Regions from separate parts of the Mus musculus genome. Here regions 1 and 3 are each linked to region 2. Evidence: chromatin contacts called from public promoter capture Hi-C data. All regions are on one chromosome and are shown on one strand. The core of a region is the stretch at or near the end of the contact, and the rest is flanking DNA. Distances in the headings are between cores, read along the strand shown.

Region 1 (2,700 bases), core at 103-2,602, 140 kb after region 2:
ACTTCAATATAGACACAAAGACCTCCTGTATCTATTCACTCTCCTCTCTTCCGAGGCACCCTCATCCCTTCTCCAGCATCCTAGTCACTGTCTCAGTTCTACCAGGCTCAGGCAGTACTAGAGAGATGGGTAGGCTAGCAATATACAACATGGGAGCCCAGCAAGCCCCATTACCTAAGAAACATAATTCACGGTGGTCATAGGGCCTTCATGAGCAAGGACCTGGCGTGACTTGCACAAAAGCAAGCAGAGCTCATTAGTCAAGCACATACCCCTCCCCCACCCCTCCCTACTGGGCATCCGGCCCCCCTAGGCCTCACTCCCTGGAGGCTTCTGCGAGCAACAGCCAGTGGGGTGGAGACCAGATCTCAAATCAACCACCACACTAGATAGGTGTGGCCCCCACAGGAGAAAACCTATACCTCACAAAACGGTCCTGAGGGGATAGAGAGGCACTATGTCTGACAGGGATTTAATAGAGGAAGAGAAACCTGCCCTGTCTTCCAGTGGGTTGTGTGGGCCCCTCCACAGACTTGTGCCTAATGAAGTGTTTGTACCCCTGGGTAAAGTAACCCAGTTGATGAGACCCTTCACAAATCTTCATTTCCCTGGGGAAAGCAGTTGGGGCTAAGACGCGGTGGAAGGGGACAGAGCAGAAGTGGGGTAGAAGAGGGGCGGTTATGGGAAAGGTGGATGGGTGTGCGGGATCCGCCCTGGGCAACTTCCTCTCTCCTCCCCGCTTCTCTGTAAGCTTGGGGGCTCTTCTGAGACAGTGATAGCTTTGCTACAGAAAGGCGCCAATTCCTGGGCCGGGGAAATGTTCTCAAAAGTAAAGTCGTTTCCCCAGTTCCCAACGACCCTTTAGAATAGGGGATTGATCCAGTCCCTCAAAGAGTTTCCACTGTCTCATCCCAGAGGCGGGGAACTGGAACCCGAGAAAGGCTGGCTCCTCCTTATCCACACTTCTAGTTTGTACACCCTGTCACCCTCTAGAGCGCTCAAATTAGGGCTCCACTATCTTCTCCTTCCTAGGGCCTTAGTGGACAGCCCAGCATCCCCGGCAGGCCTGTGAGCAACCAAGCCCGAAGCCATAAAGTGGCAAGGGTCAAGCTTGGAGCCCCCAGGGCCGACCGCGCTAGTTGTCGGCACTCACCGTCTTCGGCATGGTGGCGGCAAGGGCAGAGGAGTTGGTGAAGTTTGGCTGGAAACTGTCGGGCTGCTCTGAGCGCGCAGTACACTTCGGCAAGGACTCCGGAGAACCGGGTGCTCAGATTGGGTCCCACTCTAGCGTTGGGCGACTGCTCCGCTTCCTGCTAACGGGCCACGACTTTACAAACCCCACCCAGGAAAGAGCCGCCCCCGTTGCGCTGCTCGCTCCTTTATGTGGCCGGGCTTCCGCGCCTCTCCCCGCCCTCCCGCCAGCCTGCCCGCGGCTTCGGGCATCGCCCCGCCCAGCCCGGCCCAGCCCAGAGAGGCTACTCTGGCCACGTGGGGGGCCAGGCTCGGGGCCAAAACTCCCCAAGGACTCCCACTCCCCACTAGTGCCCACTCTGCCCCCTCCCACCTTTCCTCACTGCCCCCCTCCCTCCAAGTTTCGACCATCTGACTCCGCCCCCAGTCTGAGCCAGAGCTTGACTGGGGGGCCACACCCTAGCAGATGCTTTTCAGCCCTGAACCATGAGTTACCAATGTTGGGAACCCGTTGCCTAGTAGAACTGCTGAGTTCCCTCTCTAGGAAGCCTTGTTGGTTAGAAAGTTCCCGCTTGTGGACATTTGAACTCCTCTTTTTCTCTGTGACCTCCAATCATGCCACACCTAAGTTCCCTGGGACCACAACAAATCCTCTGCTGTCCATAGCAGCTCCTGAGAGTTCTGCTACTCCTCAGGAAACTTCTGGGCTAAACTTCAGCTCCTCCTCAACAGTTCACTCCCTTCTAGAGGACTCATTTAACCTGTGACATTTCCTTCGACCTTGTATTTATTTGTTTGTTTGTTTGTTTGTTTGTTTATTATTTATTTATTTCATTTTCTCCAGAACTGGGATCCTTTTCCAATTATCTGTCTTCTATGTTCACTTTCAGTCCTCCAATTCCCACTCTCCTCACATCAGTGTCTTGGTCTTTTCCTTAGTCCTTCCCCAACATTTTGGATTTGTTTTGTCTGTCACCAGAGCTGGCTCTAAACTCATTATTTAGCTTAGGTTTGTCTTGAACTCTCAGTTCTAAGACACTGGCTTAGGTTTGTCTTGAACTCATAATCCTACTACCTCAACTAGATTGCAGATGTCTGACACCGGTTCTATACATTCACTTGCTTTGACACAGCGCACTAACAGCAGCCAGTTGACTTGCATTCCCAGTCCTCCTGTTTCTACCACCTTAGTGCTCAGACAATACCAGGCAGACATTCACTTTTTGATAAGAGTATAAGACTCTCGGGTGATATATGCCCTCCAGTTCTGGCAACTGTGCAGGAGCATGGGTTGTGTGTCTTTCATGAAGTAAATTACCATATACCTCAGTGATGGAGAGTCAAACACAGAATAGTGGAAAGGACACCTCAACACTCACCAGGCTTCAGATCATTGTTTCATCATGAACTCAGCCTGTGTCCTCTGCACTTTCTTGGGTAATTCCCTTCCCCCCTCTAGTATTGAGTTTCCCCTTCCTTAACAATGACCAAACTACAGGGTTTCCAAGG
Region 2 (2,700 bases), core at 65-2,564:
ATATCCATAGCCTCTCAATTGCCCTATCCGACCTCACATAACCCAAGAACACTGGAAAAGAGCCATGAAAGGGGCTAAAGAGTTCTAGTGCACTGACTTAATAGATTATTATAAATACTGTTTTCCAGGATTGATGGAGAAGTCAGTCCTTAAGCTGGGTAAGGGACTATTTCATTTTCATTCTTGATGTTCCAGTTCACACCTATTCAGAGGAATACATATAAGAGAAGCAAGTTTAGTTGATTAAAGTTAGTCAGACCCATAAGAATGAAGACATAGATGACTACATAGTCAGTCTTCATGACGCAAATTGAAAGGCATAAGCTTGGTAAAAGAGGTATAAGATTTTACCAAAAATCTATAAATGTCCAGAATAAGCCACATATCAGAAAATATATTTGGTGATAAAGAAGTACTCAGGACCATGTCTTAATATCCAGATTTTTTTCAATATAAGGAGAGTCACCTGCCTCAGTTGCAGGATACCCATTATTTCTTGGTATCTCAGTCCTCCTAAAGCAGAAGAAAAAGGACACTGTCCTGGGCTTAGACTGAGTTGTAGTACAGGTTTTCTGTGTGGCCTTGGGAAACTACCTTTTCTTCTCTCAGGACCTCTGTTCCTCACATATATATTTGTCCTCACGTCTATGTGCCTTTTAAATTCTGAAATTGGAGTAGTGACTTACAAAACTAGAAAAAAAAGAACCTTTCATGTTTTAGTCATACCTTTCAGACCACCAGCAGTTTTCTAAAGGATGTTCAGCTCTGCCTAGAGGTGTACATTCAAGCAGCAGTCTCATCTTCTTTCCCAACCAAAGACTGGTAACCTTCAAAATAAGAGACATAGAGGCTAAGACATTAAATAGCATCTCACCTTTGTCTTTCTCTTCTCTGCAAAAGGGACTCAAACACTGAGTGCTAGACTATAGAAACAACTCACCCAAAGAAAAGTAACAGATATAGAACAAAATTTAAAATGCTATTTAGAACTCCTAACTCCTGGCTCTGATAAGCATTTAACTTCTACATGACTATCTTCTAAAAGCCATCATTTGTTAGAAATTTTTGTGTCCCTTCTCTCTATCACATGGATAGAAAGTGAATAGAAACCTTCATCAGTCTTATCTTTGACCCTTTATCAGTAACTGGGATCTGAGAGTCAGTTAGGCATATCCAGAACACTGAAAGCTGTTGTGGGCACTGTTTCAGCATGGGAATCTAAGAGAACAAGTAGATACTATACCTGTCATTGAAGTGGTGCCTTTGTCTTGGATGGGATATAGGTGCTGAGCCGAACTATAGAGGCCACAGAAAGCTGAGTTTTATGTTGTGAGCAGGAAGGTCACATGTTCTGAAGGACTCTTGGTGTCATGAAGAGGAAACAGAAATGAGGAAGATAAAGTTGAGGCTAACCAACGGAAATCTGGGTACAAAATGACAAAACAGAGCTATTGTGAAAGGAGTAGTTGCTAATGCAGCAATAGCCCCTACTGCTCTGTCTCCACCCATTCTCAACCAACCTCCAAAAACACTGACTTCCCATGCTACAGAGTGGGAAAGCAGGAAGTACAAGTTTCCTTTGTGTTCTGCCTATGAAGCAAGGAAGTTTCCCTAGAGCAATTGAGGGAATCTTTAAATATCAGAGCTATTTATCTAATGAAAATCTATTGTCAAAATGTAAAAATGGAAGCAAATTTGTGGCAAATCTGAAATTTGATACCACACAATTTCCACCAAGCCTGTGTTAATCTTATTTTGTTAACATGCACTTTTACTTCTTTCCTGAAATAAAGAATCAGCTACATAATCGTCAAGGCCTAGCACAAACTAAATGTAATATATTCACTCTCACCCCCTTTTAAAAACAAGCTAGTTCTCTTTGGGGTATGACTGTTCTTCCCATGATTCTAGATCCCAACCTATAGAAAAGTTTTAAAAGAGTAATGAATAGACAATGTAGAAGTTTTTGGTTTTTTATCTCCAGAAATGGGAGTTCCTATTTGCCTTATCTTTGTAACAGCACCTTTGTGGAAGTAAATACCAGGTCACAGCTGGGTGGGACCCAATGTATCCCTGAATACATCACAAAGGGCAATTCTCTTGAGAAGCCAGCACCTACCAGGTCTTCTTGAAGACCATATAATTTAGGATGTATCCACTATGGAAGTAAGTGAGCTCTCAACATCAGGGCTAAACCTCTCAACACTACCTGGAATGTCTCCCAGTATATAGCTTGATCTGAAGGTATAGGCTATGCCAGTGCCTGGCAAATACAGAAGTGGATGCTCATAGTCATCTATTGGATGGAACACAGGGCCCCCAATGAAGGAGCTAGAGAAAATACCCAAGGAGCTAAAGGGGTCTACAACCCTACAGGAGGAACAACAATATGAACTAACCAGTACCCCCCCCCCAAGAGCTTGTGTCTCTTGTTGCATATGTAGCAGTAGATGGCCATAGTAGGCCATCAATGGGGAGAGGCCTTTGATCTTGCAAAGATTATATGCCCCAGTACAGGGGAATGCCAGGGCTAGGAAGTAGGAGTGGATGGGTTGGGGAGCAGGGCAGGGGGTGGGGGGCGGGTATAGGGAAATTTTGGAGAGGAAACTAGGAAAGGGGATAGCATTTGAAATGTAAGTGAAGAAAATATCTAATAAAAAAAAGAAATGTTGATAGTGTATTGTTCCCTTTCTGTGAGGC
Region 3 (2,700 bases), core at 54-2,553, 220 kb after region 2:
CTCCTCAAACCCAGAGTCTGAATGAAATAGCTTCCCACTTTAAACATTTCTGGTGATTCCTGAGTTTCTCGGTTCATTTGAGGTGGTTAGGAAGTTCAAGTCCCCTCTCCTTCTAGTACAGCTCATAGAGAGACAAGAAGCAAAATAGCAGGTCAAAGCAACTTAGAGAAGCCAAGTGTGCTATTGCAACTCTAGAGGACAAGGCAGGAGGATTGAGAGTTGAAGCCAGACTGGATATCATAGTAAGTTCCAGGCAATCCTGGGCTGTATATTGGGACCCTCTCTCAAAGGAAAATGAAAAGAAAAATAAAACAAAATAACATAATACAAAATGGTCCCATAGCAAGGCCTTCTGTACTTTTCATTCAAAAAGAAGATTCCATGGATTAGCGTCGTCTTCTCCTAAGTGACACGATTAATGTGTTCTTTATTATTATCATTATTGTTGTTATTGTGCTGTGGTATTCAGAAGATAACTCCGTGAAGACAATTCTCTTCTAACACTTGTATCTGAGTTTGGGCACTGAAGTCATGTCTTCAAGCGCTCATGCCTACTGAGTCATCTTACCAACCCAAGCCAAGGATAGCAAGGGTATTTCCACTGTTCCCAAATCCTACCCTTCTGCAGATGTGGAAACTCATCCCATAGGTGTATCCTTTGCTGCAAAGTGAAGCATGGAAAACTGAATGGAGAATGTTAGTCCTTCTGACTCCTAATCAAGTGCTCTGAGAAAAATCATAAAGGTGGTTCAGCACCATCAGTGGAAAGTCACTGTTTGGATCACTTTGTCCAAAGGAAGACAATTGCCATTGGGTGGGGCAGTGACATGACCAACATGTAAATCATAAACACTGAAGGACAGGGCTTGAGCAGATGTTTGTTTTGGGCTTTTTGTTTCCAATGAAAGGCTAGCACAGTATCTGGCCACAGCTTACTGATTAATAAATGAAAGATGTAACTGCTACCAGGTACTAGACGGATGCTGCTACTTCCTCTGGGGATATGGGTATTGATGCAGAACACTCCAGAAACTTGGAAAATTAAGGTTCTGGAGACTTAGTCTCGGTTTGTCCTAGACTTGGTCATGTGTCCCTTATCCATCCCTCACAAGTCATTTTCTTCTTTGTAAAAGAAGAGGTAATGACATCTTCTGCCTCATCTGGCTCCCTGGGGCTTAGGGAAGTAGCGGCGAAAATAAAGATAGGAAAGAGCTTTGACAAAAACAAGCTCTGCAAATGTGATGGCTGGGTGCTATGGTGACATCCTAGCTAGCAATTATGTTCTCCACAGAGGCGACTGTGGGCACAGAGTGACTCATCCTCTCACTCTCAAAGCCTGAGGCCTTGACAGGGGAGAAATGAGGTGAGGTTTTTGTTAAGAGAATTTTTTTTCCTGTGGAGGGGAGAGCTTGAACAGAGATGGACAGCCCCTCCTACACACACAGTTTACCACAGATGCCAGGCTCTTGGGGACAAAACAAGTAATGACTAACCAGAACTTCTGAAATATAATTCTGAGATACATTGGGGCACTAAGCTATTGGGGGTCTCTCTAAGACTAAAAGTTTGGGACCCAATTTTCATTCAGTCCCAAATGTAAAAGGCAGCCAACAGCCACTAATGTACTCAGCAGCTGCTGGTAAAGATCATCCCCTCTCTGCGTCCTTTTCACCTGTAGCAAAGAGAATGCGCTGAATCCTGCCATTGTGCGAAAGAATCCTGGGCTGTTGTTTAGAGGATTTGAATTTTATCCTAGCTCTGCCACAACTCTATTACCTTAGCCAAGTTCTTTCCTGCGCCTCAGTTGCCACAATCATGAAGGAAGGAAGCATTTTATTGGACTTTATATATGAGTTCGTAAACAGGACCCAAGAAATACGGGTTCTAATTCAAGTTGACAGAGAATATATAATTATTTCAGTTTAGACTGTTCTAACCCTTCTTTAGGCCTCAGTTTCTTCTAGATGAAACCCAGGGTCTTGAGCATGTTAGGCAAATGCTCTACTACAGAGTTATATCCAGTGCTTCATCTCTGTTATGAAGAGATGTAAATACAAATTATCTAACCTATACTATGATTCTGACAGCCTGTGGTTCTAGAATTTTACAAGCACTGGAAAGGAAGCAGAGAGAGAGAAAGGCCACACCCAGAAACATTCTCATAAACTGGTCTTGGTTGCCCTCTATGGGTCTGAGATGAGCATGCAGGCCCGGCCTGACACCTAGCCAAGGCAACTACTTTTTTAAAAAAAGGGTTGGCCAGGATGGCCAAGATGACAGCTTTACCAGATAGGGTCAGACACAGTCTGGTCTTAGTCACACAACCTTCTGGACGCTCCTAATGATAGGGATCCATTCAAAAAGTGTGTGTTGGATGACATTCTTCCTATCCATCCACCAGAAACAGGAAGCCTCGAAGAGCTCTGTTGAGAAAAAGACTAGGAGGGGATGTTTGTTTGTTTTGTTTGTTTGTTCTAGCTTGTTTGTTTGTTTGTTTGGTTTGGTTTGGTTTGGTTTGGTTTTGCCACAGGCAAAGCAGTCAGATTTAGGAGGCTATAGATGAATATCTGGGGTAGAGTGTCATTGTACCATGAGATAGTCTGGAAACAAAGTAGCTGATGGCCTCAGTTTTCATCTGACAAGGAAGCCTTCTTAACAAATGGTAGTACCTACTCAAGATGTATCACTATCTTTAGTGCA

What was found. Promoter capture Hi-C pulls out the DNA fragments that hold promoters and counts their contacts.
Region 1: a promoter capture Hi-C map of neutrophils shows a contact between it and region 2. The contact joins the promoter of Msn here to the promoter of F630028O10Rik in region 2. A contact is called at or near these places in 9 of 39 promoter capture datasets (3T3-L1-derived adipocytes, the HPC-7 cell line, hematopoietic stem and progenitor cells and 4 more) and 1 of 9 other capture datasets (liver).
Region 3: a promoter capture Hi-C map of the HPC-7 cell line shows a contact between it and region 2, with 5 times the contacts expected there. The contact joins the enhancer-like site here to the promoter of F630028O10Rik in region 2. A contact is called at or near these places in 10 of 39 promoter capture datasets (the 3T3-L1 cell line, the C10 cell line, the HPC-7 cell line and 5 more).

What each region holds. Positions count from the first base shown.
Region 1 is chrX:96,094,697-96,097,396 of GRCm38.p6, reverse strand. Msn (moesin) reads right to left here and starts at 1,352. Exons shown (of 13, transcript NM_010833.2): 1 at 1,154-1,352. The coding sequence starts at 1,165.
Region 2 is chrX:96,238,540-96,241,239 of GRCm38.p6, reverse strand. It overlaps F630028O10Rik (RIKEN cDNA F630028O10 gene), which reads right to left and starts at 1,314. Exons shown (of 3, transcript NR_030718.1): 1 at 1,244-1,314; 2 at 727-827; 3 at 1-202.
Region 3 is chrX:96,019,239-96,021,938 of GRCm38.p6, reverse strand. No RefSeq gene overlaps it. Among named protein-coding and RNA genes, the nearest start is that of Gm41897, 34 kb to the right of the region's middle. Within about 2 kb of position 1,303, at least 45 of the 459 cell types and tissues checked have an H3K27ac peak or open chromatin away from gene starts, as enhancers often do. A contact at or near this core is called in the HPC-7 cell line, where this site is marked.